Linked DNA regions of Sus scrofa: regions 1, 3 and 4 are each linked to region 2. The links are chromatin contacts, called in public HiChIP or PLAC-seq maps. All regions are on one chromosome and are shown on one strand. Each heading gives the region's core, a stretch centred on a gene start, on an enhancer-like site or on the middle of the called end of the contact. The rest is flanking DNA. Distances are from core to core; before and after follow the strand shown.

What was found. HiChIP or PLAC-seq counts read pairs in DNA pulled down with a chosen protein or histone mark.
Region 1: an H3K27ac HiChIP or PLAC-seq map of alveolar macrophages shows a contact between it and region 2. The contact joins two enhancer-like sites. A contact is called at or near these places in 1 of 47 Hi-C or Micro-C datasets (embryonic fibroblasts) and 1 of 2 datasets of contacts at active chromatin or transcription factors (alveolar macrophages).
Region 3: an H3K27ac HiChIP or PLAC-seq map of alveolar macrophages shows a contact between it and region 2. The contact joins two enhancer-like sites. A contact is called at or near these places in 1 of 47 Hi-C or Micro-C datasets (embryonic fibroblasts) and 1 of 2 datasets of contacts at active chromatin or transcription factors (alveolar macrophages).
Region 4: an H3K27ac HiChIP or PLAC-seq map of alveolar macrophages shows a contact between it and region 2. The contact joins two enhancer-like sites. A contact is called at or near these places in 1 of 47 Hi-C or Micro-C datasets (liver) and 1 of 2 datasets of contacts at active chromatin or transcription factors (alveolar macrophages).

The regions. Positions count from the first base shown.
Region 1 is chr13:115,459,096-115,461,795 of Sscrofa11.1, forward strand. All of the region lies in intron 1 of TBL1XR1 (F-box-like/WD repeat-containing protein TBL1XR1), which reads right to left. Among named protein-coding and RNA genes, the nearest start is that of TBL1XR1, 28 kb to the right of the region's middle. Within about 2 kb of position 1,261, at least 2 of the 83 cell types and tissues checked have an H3K27ac peak or open chromatin away from gene starts, as enhancers often do. A contact at or near this core is called in alveolar macrophages, where this site is marked.
Region 2 is chr13:115,765,568-115,768,267 of Sscrofa11.1, forward strand. All of the region lies in intron 1 of LOC106505748 (a long non-coding RNA gene), which reads left to right. Among named protein-coding and RNA genes, the nearest start is that of TBL1XR1, 280 kb to the left of the region's middle. Within about 2 kb of position 1,329, at least 13 of the 83 cell types and tissues checked have an H3K27ac peak or open chromatin away from gene starts, as enhancers often do. A contact at or near this core is called in alveolar macrophages, where this site is marked.
Region 3 is chr13:115,375,020-115,377,719 of Sscrofa11.1, forward strand. The region is part of intron 2 of TBL1XR1 (F-box-like/WD repeat-containing protein TBL1XR1); the gene reads right to left. Among named protein-coding and RNA genes, the nearest start is that of TBL1XR1, 110 kb to the right of the region's middle. Within about 2 kb of position 1,377, at least 6 of the 83 cell types and tissues checked have an H3K27ac peak or open chromatin away from gene starts, as enhancers often do. A contact at or near this core is called in alveolar macrophages, where this site is marked.
Region 4 is chr13:115,503,975-115,506,674 of Sscrofa11.1, forward strand. All of the region lies in intron 1 of LOC106505748 (a long non-coding RNA gene), which reads left to right. Among named protein-coding and RNA genes, the nearest start is that of TBL1XR1, 17 kb to the left of the region's middle. Within about 2 kb of position 1,432, at least 7 of the 83 cell types and tissues checked have an H3K27ac peak or open chromatin away from gene starts, as enhancers often do. A contact at or near this core is called in alveolar macrophages, where this site is marked.

The sequences.
Region 1 (2,700 bases), core at 11-2,510, 310 kb before region 2:
GAGCTGTGGTGTAGGCTGAAGACATGACTTGGATCTGGCATTGCTGTGGCACAGGCAGGCAGCTGCAGCTCCAATTCGACCCCTAGCCTGGGAACCGCCATATGCCGTGGGTGCAGCCCTAAAAAGACAAAAGACAAAAAGAAAATAAAAAAAAAGAAAACAGTATATGTGTTACTTTCTACCAGCTACTATAAAAAATTACTACAAATTTGGTAGCTTAAAACAACACAAACGTATTACCTTATAGTTCTTTAAGTAACAAGACTGACACAGGTGTCATGGGTTAAAATTAAGATGTAAGAGAAGGGCCAGATTCTTCAATGGAAGTTTAGAGGAGGAGATCATTTCTTTGACCTTTCCAGCTTCTAGAGGCAGCCCACATTCCTTCGCTCAAGACCCCCTTCCTCAATCTCCAAAGCCTGCTTTGTTTAAATTGTATCTCTGTGACGATTCTTCAGTAATCATCTCTCAGATTACAGTCTTTAAAGACTCAAGTAATTAGATTTTACTCACCTGTAAAATACAGGTTAAACTTCCTCTTCTCAAGGCCCTTAATGTAATCATATCTGCAAAATCCCTTTTGTTATGTAAAATAAAATACAGAGATTTTATATGCAGATTAAAATATGGACATCTTTGAGGCATCTTTACTCTGCCAACCATAAAACAGAATGGAATTCCATTTATATAAAATTTTAAAAGAAGCAAAATAATCTGTGGTATTAGAAAGTAGACTGAAGAGTAGGAACAAGAGAAATTTTTCTGTAATGAACATGAGCCATAGCCTGAATTATGATGGTTATACAAGTATACTTATTTGTCAGTGAATTATACATTCAAATGGGTACCTTTTATTCTATCTAAAATACACCTCAAGAGTTTATTTTAAAAGTCATAATTATCTTTAGCAGGTATTTTGTTTTAGCTGGCTCACAGTCTCAATACCCCAACCTATCTTTCTTGTATACTTTAAATTCCCACCATGGTAGTTTTCAGTAAAATACCTATCTTACCAAGAAGCTAGTAACATTTACCCTTGGAGAACCAAACACTTTTATAACATTATTTCTAAAGAAAAACCTGTTGCAAATTCCAGTTCAAATATAAGACTTCAGAACAAGGTCACAACTCTGGCAATAGTACATTCCTAAATTCCATATCGTATATTAAATGAAAATCCTGTGTTGCTATGGTGTTGCTTCTAGGAAACAGTTCAGAAGCAATAACTAAGAGGTACTAAGAAACCAAATGGCCTGGGCGTGGCTGTGATTAGGAAATCATCTGCAGCAACATTGGACAACCATTAACAACCTTAAGGTTAGATAAACCCAGAAAACTAACCTAACTTCTCTGCAATAATACTAAAAAAGTATCATTCTTCTACACACACTCAATATAAGTCAAGAAACAGGAACAGCTATCCTGTGTGCCACATTTAAACTACTGAGACCACTAAGAGGATCTCTCTCCTCACATCCAAAACTAAGCTATAGAAAAATAAGATAGAGACAGGATTAAGATGGCAGAATAGAAGGACTAGAGCTCAACTTCTCTCCTAAAAACAACAAAATTCACAACTAAAGACTGAGCAATCGCCACCCAAATGGACCAGAAACCTTAAAAAAGATGCCCTACTCCAGAAGAAAAAGAGGAGGCCACATCCACAGGTAGGAGGGTGATTTCACCATATAAACAACCCCATATCTCCTGGGTGGGAAGCTCCACAGACTGAAAACTAACTGGTTCTCAGAGACTCACCCACAAGAATGAGAGTTCTGAGCCCCACATCAAACCCTCATGTGCGGGGATCCGGCACTGGGAGAAAGAGCCCCTGGAGCATCTGGCATTGAAGGCCAGCGGGGCTTGTGCGCAAGAGCTCCACAGGACTCGGGGAAACGGAGACCCCATTCTTAAAAGGCCCACACAGACTTTCCACAAATGACAAGGCTCACCAGTAAAGGTATAGACACAGTAAAGATCGGAAATCATCCATGCACAATTACACCACCAAATCAGAAATCATGAGAAGAGGTGGGTACAAATGCAGGACACTGGAGATGCACTTGCAATTAAGAGACCAACAACTTAAAACAATCTCATATACACATAGACTCACATCAAAACTTCAGAATAACTGCAAACCAAAAATACAGTTGTATCACAAACAAGGAATCTCTGAAGAAGAAATATATCTCATAGTAAATAAGTGCATAATCCACCATGAAGGGGGTCATTTGACATCATTCTTGGAATGCTGAAGTCTTCTTACATCTGATTCTGATTTCCTCTCCATCAAAGAATTTATGACAATTATAGTTAAAGAATGCAACTGTACAATTAAATAATACAGTTCTACAATTCTCTCCATGGTACAATGTAAGGTCTATAATGTCTTGTTTATCACATCACCTAGAATGGTGTAATGCCTATACTGAAGAATCAATAAGATGTAACAAATTGTGAGGACATATTTATATAGTTACACTGTTTTTTAACCAATTTATGCATTTCATATTTTACTTATTTTCAGAGGGTGTATTATTTTTGTTATTCTTACAAGTTATTCTTTTTATTATGCTATATAAAACATTTAATAGTATATAAGGCTTTCTTCTTTATAAATTTTAGTTGCAAAATATAACAATTTTAATATAATGCTAATTTTTAAAGAAAAACTGAAATGTAATAGATAAAACTAAA
Region 2 (2,700 bases), core at 79-2,578:
GTATAAAACTGAGGTTAATTTATGTTGGGTTTATTTCTAGCCAATCCCGATAATGTTCCAAGACTTTTCATATTCTGTATCATTTGATATGTATTGTCATAAAGCTTTTATATTTTTCAAACACTTCAGCAGTTTTATGCATTGAGTTTGTTATTAAATGTCATGTGTCACTTTATGGGATCCTATTTAAAGTCGGTAGCTAGGGAAAGAGATGAGAAACATTTATAATTCTACCCCAACTAAACTCAAGGGCAATACCGGACTTAGTAGAGAGAATTCATAAATTTTTCAGATACTCTTCATAAAAATAAAGCTGAAATACAACAAAAAGAAAACCTAAGATGAAAACAAAATAAATGAAAAAAATTTACTTAGTAATCACTTAGTACCAGATATTGAATTTTATGAATATGAAATTCTATACATGGTGTCATGTTCTGGAACCACCCTTCCTATATTTCACAGTCGTTTAAAGGCTAGCTCAAATGTCCCCATTCTCTACCTCCCAGGCAGAATTAGGGATGTCCATGCCAATATTACAGCATTTTATTCATAATGTTTTTTCTTACATGGTCATTTGGCTAATTCTGTATATGATTGACACATACTTAGACTGGGATTCATAAAGAACAAGAACTTTGCTTTGCCATTCCTTGTTTGTCCAGTGTGTAAGCCCTGGTGCATAGAAGGAGCTCAGTCATCACTTTTGAAATAACAGTTTTTGCAACTTCAGGCCTTATGCAATGATGACACAATTCTTAATAATATGAGAAAGGAAAGGTCTGATTGGATCATTCCCTTTCAATAACTGCCTAAGTGATCAGGGGTAGGATGGCTGGGTAAACGTAGCAGAAATGGAGCTGAGATTTGTTATTCACTCAATGTGTTATAAATAATGAAGACCAAGGCATTTACACAATGTGAATATGTGAAACCTTTTCCAGGTGAGCCTTTCCAGAATCAGAGAAATTTGTGTAAAATTAATTTTTTTTTCTGGAAATCCTTCTGTTTCCGGAATTAAGTTACTTTTTTTTTTTTTTTTTTTTTTGTAGTTGGTGTCTTCCCTGAGAAAAGGCAAGTTGAACTGTCTTTCGAGTTGGGCCTTAGGACAAGCTGTGTAGGCAGTCACTATTGTGGTATACAATCTGAGCAGTATCAAAATACTCTTGTCCCAGAATATTTCCTGGGATCCATCCCTTCCTGGTGACACACTCCTCTTTGAGGCTAGACATGGAAAGGTTTTGAATATTTGTACTGGTCTTTGGAGTACATTCCCTTAGTGCTTGCTTGCTTCACTGTGGTTTCTGGGTGTGGCCCCTTCCAGCAGAAGAACGAATCATTGTTCTGGAAGCACCCAGATGAACTTGGAGCTTCTCTGTTCACCTGACTTTTGACTTCTAGGCAAAAAGCCTCTTGTTTACCTTAGTGAGCGGTACACTCTAGTTCCTCTCAGTGCTTTGTCTTCCTGTTGTCTTCCCTCAGTTTATCTCACTCTTTCAGTTAGTTACTTGCTGGCCTCCTACAGGCATTTGGGTTAGCACTCTCTGCATTGTATCCCTGACTTCTAAATCTGTTCTTTAGGACAGCCATGCTTTCCATATGATGGTTGCTGCCATTCATAAAATAATATTTAGACCCTAACTGGTCATACTGAAAGTGAGATAATCAACTGTTATGCTCATAATTGAGCTTAACAGGAAGAGTATCATTTTTTTATTGTTTTTCTTTTGTTGAAGAAACAGTTAAGATAAAGATGAGGCTACAGTTGGCAACTGTACGTAAATATTATGTGGTTTCCGTACTCTGTTAGGTGAAGCCAAAACCGCAAATAGAAATAAACAAAACAGGTTGTGAGAAGATGGAACTTTATAGGGTTCTTGGTCAGGAAGTCTGGGGAAATCATGTTGGTGGCACCCTGGACCTTCTTTTGGTGGCTGTAATTCCCCCAGCCCTGTTCCTGAGCCAGAGAGCATCTTGAATTGATGCCTGGCAGCTCCTTTTCACCCCCTTTTCCAACAAAGAAGGTAAAGAAGAGGATTGGTGGAGGAGCATATATGCTGGTTTCCTTTTTCTTTTCAAGGTCTCTAAAGAATCCTAAAAGGTGTGAAACCCAAATCACTTTACTCTCCTTTTAAGAATGGCCTACTGTGAGAAAAAAAATTATGGGTCAATATTCCACTGTTTATTTAAGTTAAATAATTACTCTTGAAAGTTCCCATTGTGGCTCAGTGCTAATGGACCAACTAGTATCCATGAGGATGTGGGTTCCATCTCTGGTCTCACTCAGTGCTAATGAACCAACTAGTATCCATGAAGATGTGGATTCCATCCCTAGCCTCGCTGTGAGCTATGTTGTAGGTTACAGATGTGGCCCTGGTCTGGTGTTGCTATGGCTGTGGTGTAGACTTGCAGCTGTAGCTCTGGTTCCACCCCTAGCCTGGGAACTTCTATATGCCATGGGTGTAGCCCTAAAAAAAAAAAAAGCAAAAAAATAAATTTCTCTTGGCATTTAAGGAGAATAATTAAAACAGTTTTAAATGGGCATATGGGTTAAAGAGATGCTTTTGCTATGAAAATGGACAAAATGATTTAATACTTTGAAAAAAATCACATTGTGACCTCATTCTAGTACATACCATCAGTAAATTAAGTTTGAGATGTGTTCTATTTATGACTGATTTGCTTATGAAGGACACAAGA
Region 3 (2,700 bases), core at 127-2,626, 390 kb before region 2:
TTTATAATCTAAAACCAGGTGAGCTGGCTGTCCTTCTCATGAGTACTTGTACTCTAGGTTTTCTACACTATGTCCCCAACTTTCACTGTCAACAAATACATTTCATCCCTTAAAGCCAGGGATGACAGGCTGAACAATCTGATAGAACAAAATGTTAATGAATAATAATGGAACTTAATGGAACTTCAAGGAACTTAAAAATGCATATATATTAACTATAACATATAAAGTATTATATAAATATATAAAGTATTATAGTCTATCAGTGTTTCTCAAATTTGAGTAACATCAAGTACCATCTACAAGAGAACAAAGTAACCCACTGGTCCCAAGCATTGATTTGTGGGGTTTTTTTTGTTTTTTGTTTTTTTGGGGGGGCCTTCTTTTAGGGCTGCACCTGTGATATACAGAGGTTCACAGGAGAAGGGTCAAATTGGAGTTGCAGCTGCTGGCCTATTCCACAGCCACAGCCACACCAGATCTGAGCAGAGTCTGTGATCTACAACACAGCTCCTGGCAATGCTGGATCTTTAACACATCGAGCAAGGCCAGGGATCGAACCTGCATCCTCATGGATCCTAGTCGAGTCTGTTAACCACTAAGCCATGAAGGGAACTCCCAAATATATTTGGTATTTTAATACAGACAGATATCCAAGAAAAAATTTTAAAATAATTCATTATATATGAAGATGAATACAATGAGATGCCTAGCCAGTTGAGTAAAATACATAAATGAATCAACTACAAAATCAAAATCAAAATCGCTATAGGCCAAGGTACAAAAAAAAATTGGTAGGGGAAAAAGAGAGTGTATTACCTAGAGACTAAAAAAACCCAAATGAACACAAAATGTCATGTTTAGAGGGAGCTGGGCGAATATCTGACTAAGCTTAGAAGATTTAGCCCCTTGATTCTTCAAAATCTGCGGCACATTAAATCATTTGGGAAACTTAAAAAGTCTGATGTCCATGTTGCATCCTGTACTAATTAAACTAGAATCTCTGGAGGTGGAAGCCAGACAGCAATATTTTTCAAAGAGTTCAAGATGAATACAATGCATGGAAAACTCTGGGAAGCCCTTACTTACCCAACTCAAAGTATTCTGATAATATGTGCAAAATGTGATGACTTAGGAGAAATAGCTCTTCAGATCACACACAAAATATTTCAAAAACTATGTGTCCTTCTCTATCAGTTTGCTAAGGCAGCCATGACAAAGTGCCACAAACGAGGTAGCTTAAAACAACAGAAACTTATTGTCTTAGTTGTAGAGCCTAGAAGTCTGAAATCTAGCCACAGGCAAGGCCATGCACTCTCCAGTGCCTCTAGAAGAAGATCCTTCCTTGCTTGTCCCTTCCTCTTTGGGGCAGTAGCCCCAGACAATCCTTACTGGCAGCAATCCAATCTCTGCCTCCAACTTCCCGCTGCTTCTCTGTCTTCACATACCATTCTCCTCTTTGTGTACACCCATGTTCAAATTTCCCTCTTTTTATAAGGAGGTCAGTCATAGTGGAAGAAGGGCCACACCCTAATGATCTCATCTTAACTACATTTGCAAAAGCCTTTTTTCCAAATAAGGTCACATCCACAAGTACCAGATATATAACAGCTTCAACCTATCTTTGGGGGGGACATAATTCAACCCATAACACTTAGCTTTCATAAATCCCATACAATCAACTATAAAACTTAGTGGTATGTGGCTTAATGCAGAACTCCACCTTAGAGAGAACAAGCATGCTGCACCTTTTCAGAGCTTACAAGGACAAGAGATTTGAAGGTACTTTAAAAAGAGCATCCATCCTCTTGCATCTCCTCAGCAGCTAGACTACTCCATTATTAAACAATAAAGGTTAAAGAATAAAAAACAAACAAACAAAAACCCACCCTCAAGCTAGTTTCTTCTAGCCTAGGCAACTAAACTTCTATTTTGAGGCATGCCCTTAGCAAAGTCCAAAATTCTTTAGCCTGACGATGAAGCCCATTCCAATATAGAAACCTAAAGTTACAGCCTATATTCCTTCCCATACTCTCACAATTAAGCCAAAAGTGTTGATGGCAGCTGTAGACAAAGGCTAACAAAAGCCTTTTCCCCGATCTTTATCCAGTAGCCAAGCTAGAGAGTTAACTAACTCTCTCTAGCTTGGCTACTGGATAAATTTCCTTTTAAAGAAAAAAAACAACACTAATTATGTTAACTATGATGGTATCAACATGCAGGGAGGCAACAATCAATTTAAATGATGCTTTGGAGACAAGTCCAACATAAAGGTTGAAGCAGGAAACCTGGAACATCTTGCCATGCAAGAAAGCAAGGAAACAACCAAATTTTTTTTTTCTATGAGTAAATGCAAGAGACTTAAATTTAGCAACCAAAAGTAGTTTGCAGACCTTATTTGGACTGTGTTTAAAACTATGTGAAAATGTCATTTGGAAGACAAAAGAAAAATTTTACTTCCCTTTACCCTCTTCCGGTTTCTCATAAAGCTTTTATCTTTTCTAGATCACTACAACACATGAAAAGCCTAACCTTTTCTCCATATTAATGAATGAGAAGGATAGGAGAATCTATAAGGATGAGAGTAGTGAGTATAGAGACAACACAATAATTATTATTTCACACTTAACATGTATCCTAGTCTTCTGATCCTGATTTGAATATGAAATCCTGGGCTTGACTCTGTTTTCTCTGCAAAGT
Region 4 (2,700 bases), core at 182-2,681, 260 kb before region 2:
GCAGACACTAAGCCTTATAAGACACTGAAATGAGTTGTGCAAGAAGGTTTAGAGTCTCACTCCCTGGAGGTCTTTCAAGGCAGGATGGGTTCTTATCTGCCTAGGATGATTATGTGGAATACTGCTAGGGGGCCAAGGGATAGAGCAGCTTATCATCAACAAATAATATTTATTAAACTTCTGAGCATTCATAATACTGTGTGAGAGTCCATTTATACTAAAAGAGAATTTCAAAGACACAGCCCCCACTCTTAAAGAAAATTTTAACTAATGAAAGAAAAGGTTTGTATGGCATACAAATAATATAATGAATTAGCAGTACTTTAAGTTTTCAAACCATATAGATTTCTTTCTCTTCTCACACTCCTTGGTTTTGGTTTGAGACTAGGCAGAGCAAGATTTTCAGTGAACAATTTTTTCTGGCTCATATTTTCCAAGAGCGGTGAATGATGTAAAATATGAAGAGGTATCAGAAGAATTAAGTGGGGCAGAAAGCACAAACTGGCCTCAGTTCTATCATGTAGAAAGCAGGAAGCTGCTGGGTTTGGTCTCAAAGGATTCTTCAATTTGTAACGCCCTGGGATTCTAGGTCAAGAAATAGTTAGGGTTGGGGGCGGGGGACGGACTATAAGAAAGTCGGAAGAGAGCAAATTACTGAGTATTTGTCCCCTTAGAGCCATAAAATAGTGTTGGCCCCTGGGGCTATGATTTTCAGCAGACGAATAAGGTGATATTCTTTAAAGGCCAGTCCACTCATATAAACACTTTCTGGCTGAGAAATGAATGATTTGCACAGGAATATGTCCACCCCATTCCCTCCAGCAAAGGAGGGAACCATGTGGCCCATTCCTCCACAGCCTTAGATTTGTGCTGTGTGAATGCACAGAGCTCAGGAGGGCCAATTTATATAATCATGCTTATGTCTCCCTAAGAAAGACTCTTTCTGAGTTACTTCATTCATCATTACTCATGAGACCAGGGCCATGAGGGCTTCAGCCAGCAAAACAGATCTTTGTATCTCCTCTAAGTGGACCAACTAATGTTAAATACACCCTCCTCCACTGGGACCTACCACAGGCCAAGGGCCCAGGGTATGGCTTAGAGGAGCACACTGGATGCTAACCCCTCAGTTTTGCCACTTATGCCAGGCACTACCTAACAATGCAGGGATTTTGAAAATTCTATACATGTATGCCTCCATATGAAGCAAATAACTGATTAAATAGGTTTTATGATTTTCTTTAATTTCTCTGCATATAGAGAGATGTGAGTGGACCAAATTTTATCACTTACTTCTAAACATAGTCCTTCCTGGCCACTGAAAGAAAAGCATGAACAACTTTCCCTCAACTTTCAGGAAAGCTGATGTTGTGTACACTGAAAGTGTTATAATGTAATCTCCGCTTCGAGTTTATTGTATATTTCCCTTCCAGGAATATACAGGAAATAGGGTGTGGTTAGTTATGTGGCTCTTTCACTTCAGTGCAGTTATTTGGCTGAACCTACTTCTTGTTACTATCCTCTTAAGCAGAGTCAGTGAACCTCTGAAAACATAATTTCTAGACTTCTCACATCTGGTGGCCCCTTTTTTTTCTTTTCTTTCTTTTCTTTTCTCTTTCTTTCTTTCTTCCTTTCAAGTTGAATTTCCAAAGGTAAACAATAAGACTGTAAATTTAATTTTCCAATACTTCAGTCAAGGATTAACTGCTAAAGAGAAGAAAATGTTTAGCTTGTTTCACTCACATTAAAAAAATACATGTATGTGCCAAGTTTGATCAATATATAGTTGGTCAATCTTCAGTTTTATTTAGTCAACCATTTAGTCTATTATATAATTCATTAAATGTTTAGAGTAAAACTCTTATTCATTTATTTTTCTTTTTAAAACCATACCTCCGGCATGTAGAAGTTCCCAGGCTAGGGGTCAAATTGGAGCTGCAGCTGCTGGCCTACACCACAGCCATGGCAACACTGGCTCTAAGCTACATCTGGGACCTATGCCACAGCTTGCAGAGAACCCAGATCTTTAACCCACTGAGTGAGGCCAGGGATGGAACCTGTATCCTCACGAACACTATGTTGGGTTCTTAACCTGCTGAGCCACAATGCGAAATCCTAGAATAAAATTCTTATAGTTTTATCCACATTTTAACATTTTAGCTTTCTAAACATACTGCAAAAGGAGTTCTCTTGTGGTGCAATGGGTTAAAGATTCAGCGTTGTCTCTGCAGTAGCTTGGGTTACTGCTGTGGCATGGGTTCAATCCCTGGCCCAGGAATTTCCACATGCCTCAGGTGCAGCCAACACACACACACACAAACATGTTGCATAACTATGTTATTTTCAACATTAAAGAATTGATCCAGTTTTTTAAACATAACTTCTCTTAGCATGCTAAGATAAATCTTTTTTTTTTTTTTTTTTTACATATTCTGTCATTAAACTGTTGTTTTTAAAGTGCTGATTTATCTATGTTCCTGACAGTTTAGGAGAAAGATTTTCAATATAGAAGGACTGATAATGGTAAATCTTCACTCAAGGAATGAATTCTCCCTACTGGAAGTTTAGTAGATATTCCAATTTCAAAGATGGATCTTGTTTTATTTTATTTACTTATTTATTTATTTATTTTTTGCTTTTTAGGGCCACACCCACAGCATATGGAGGTTTCCAGGCTAGGGATCCAATCGGAGCTACAAC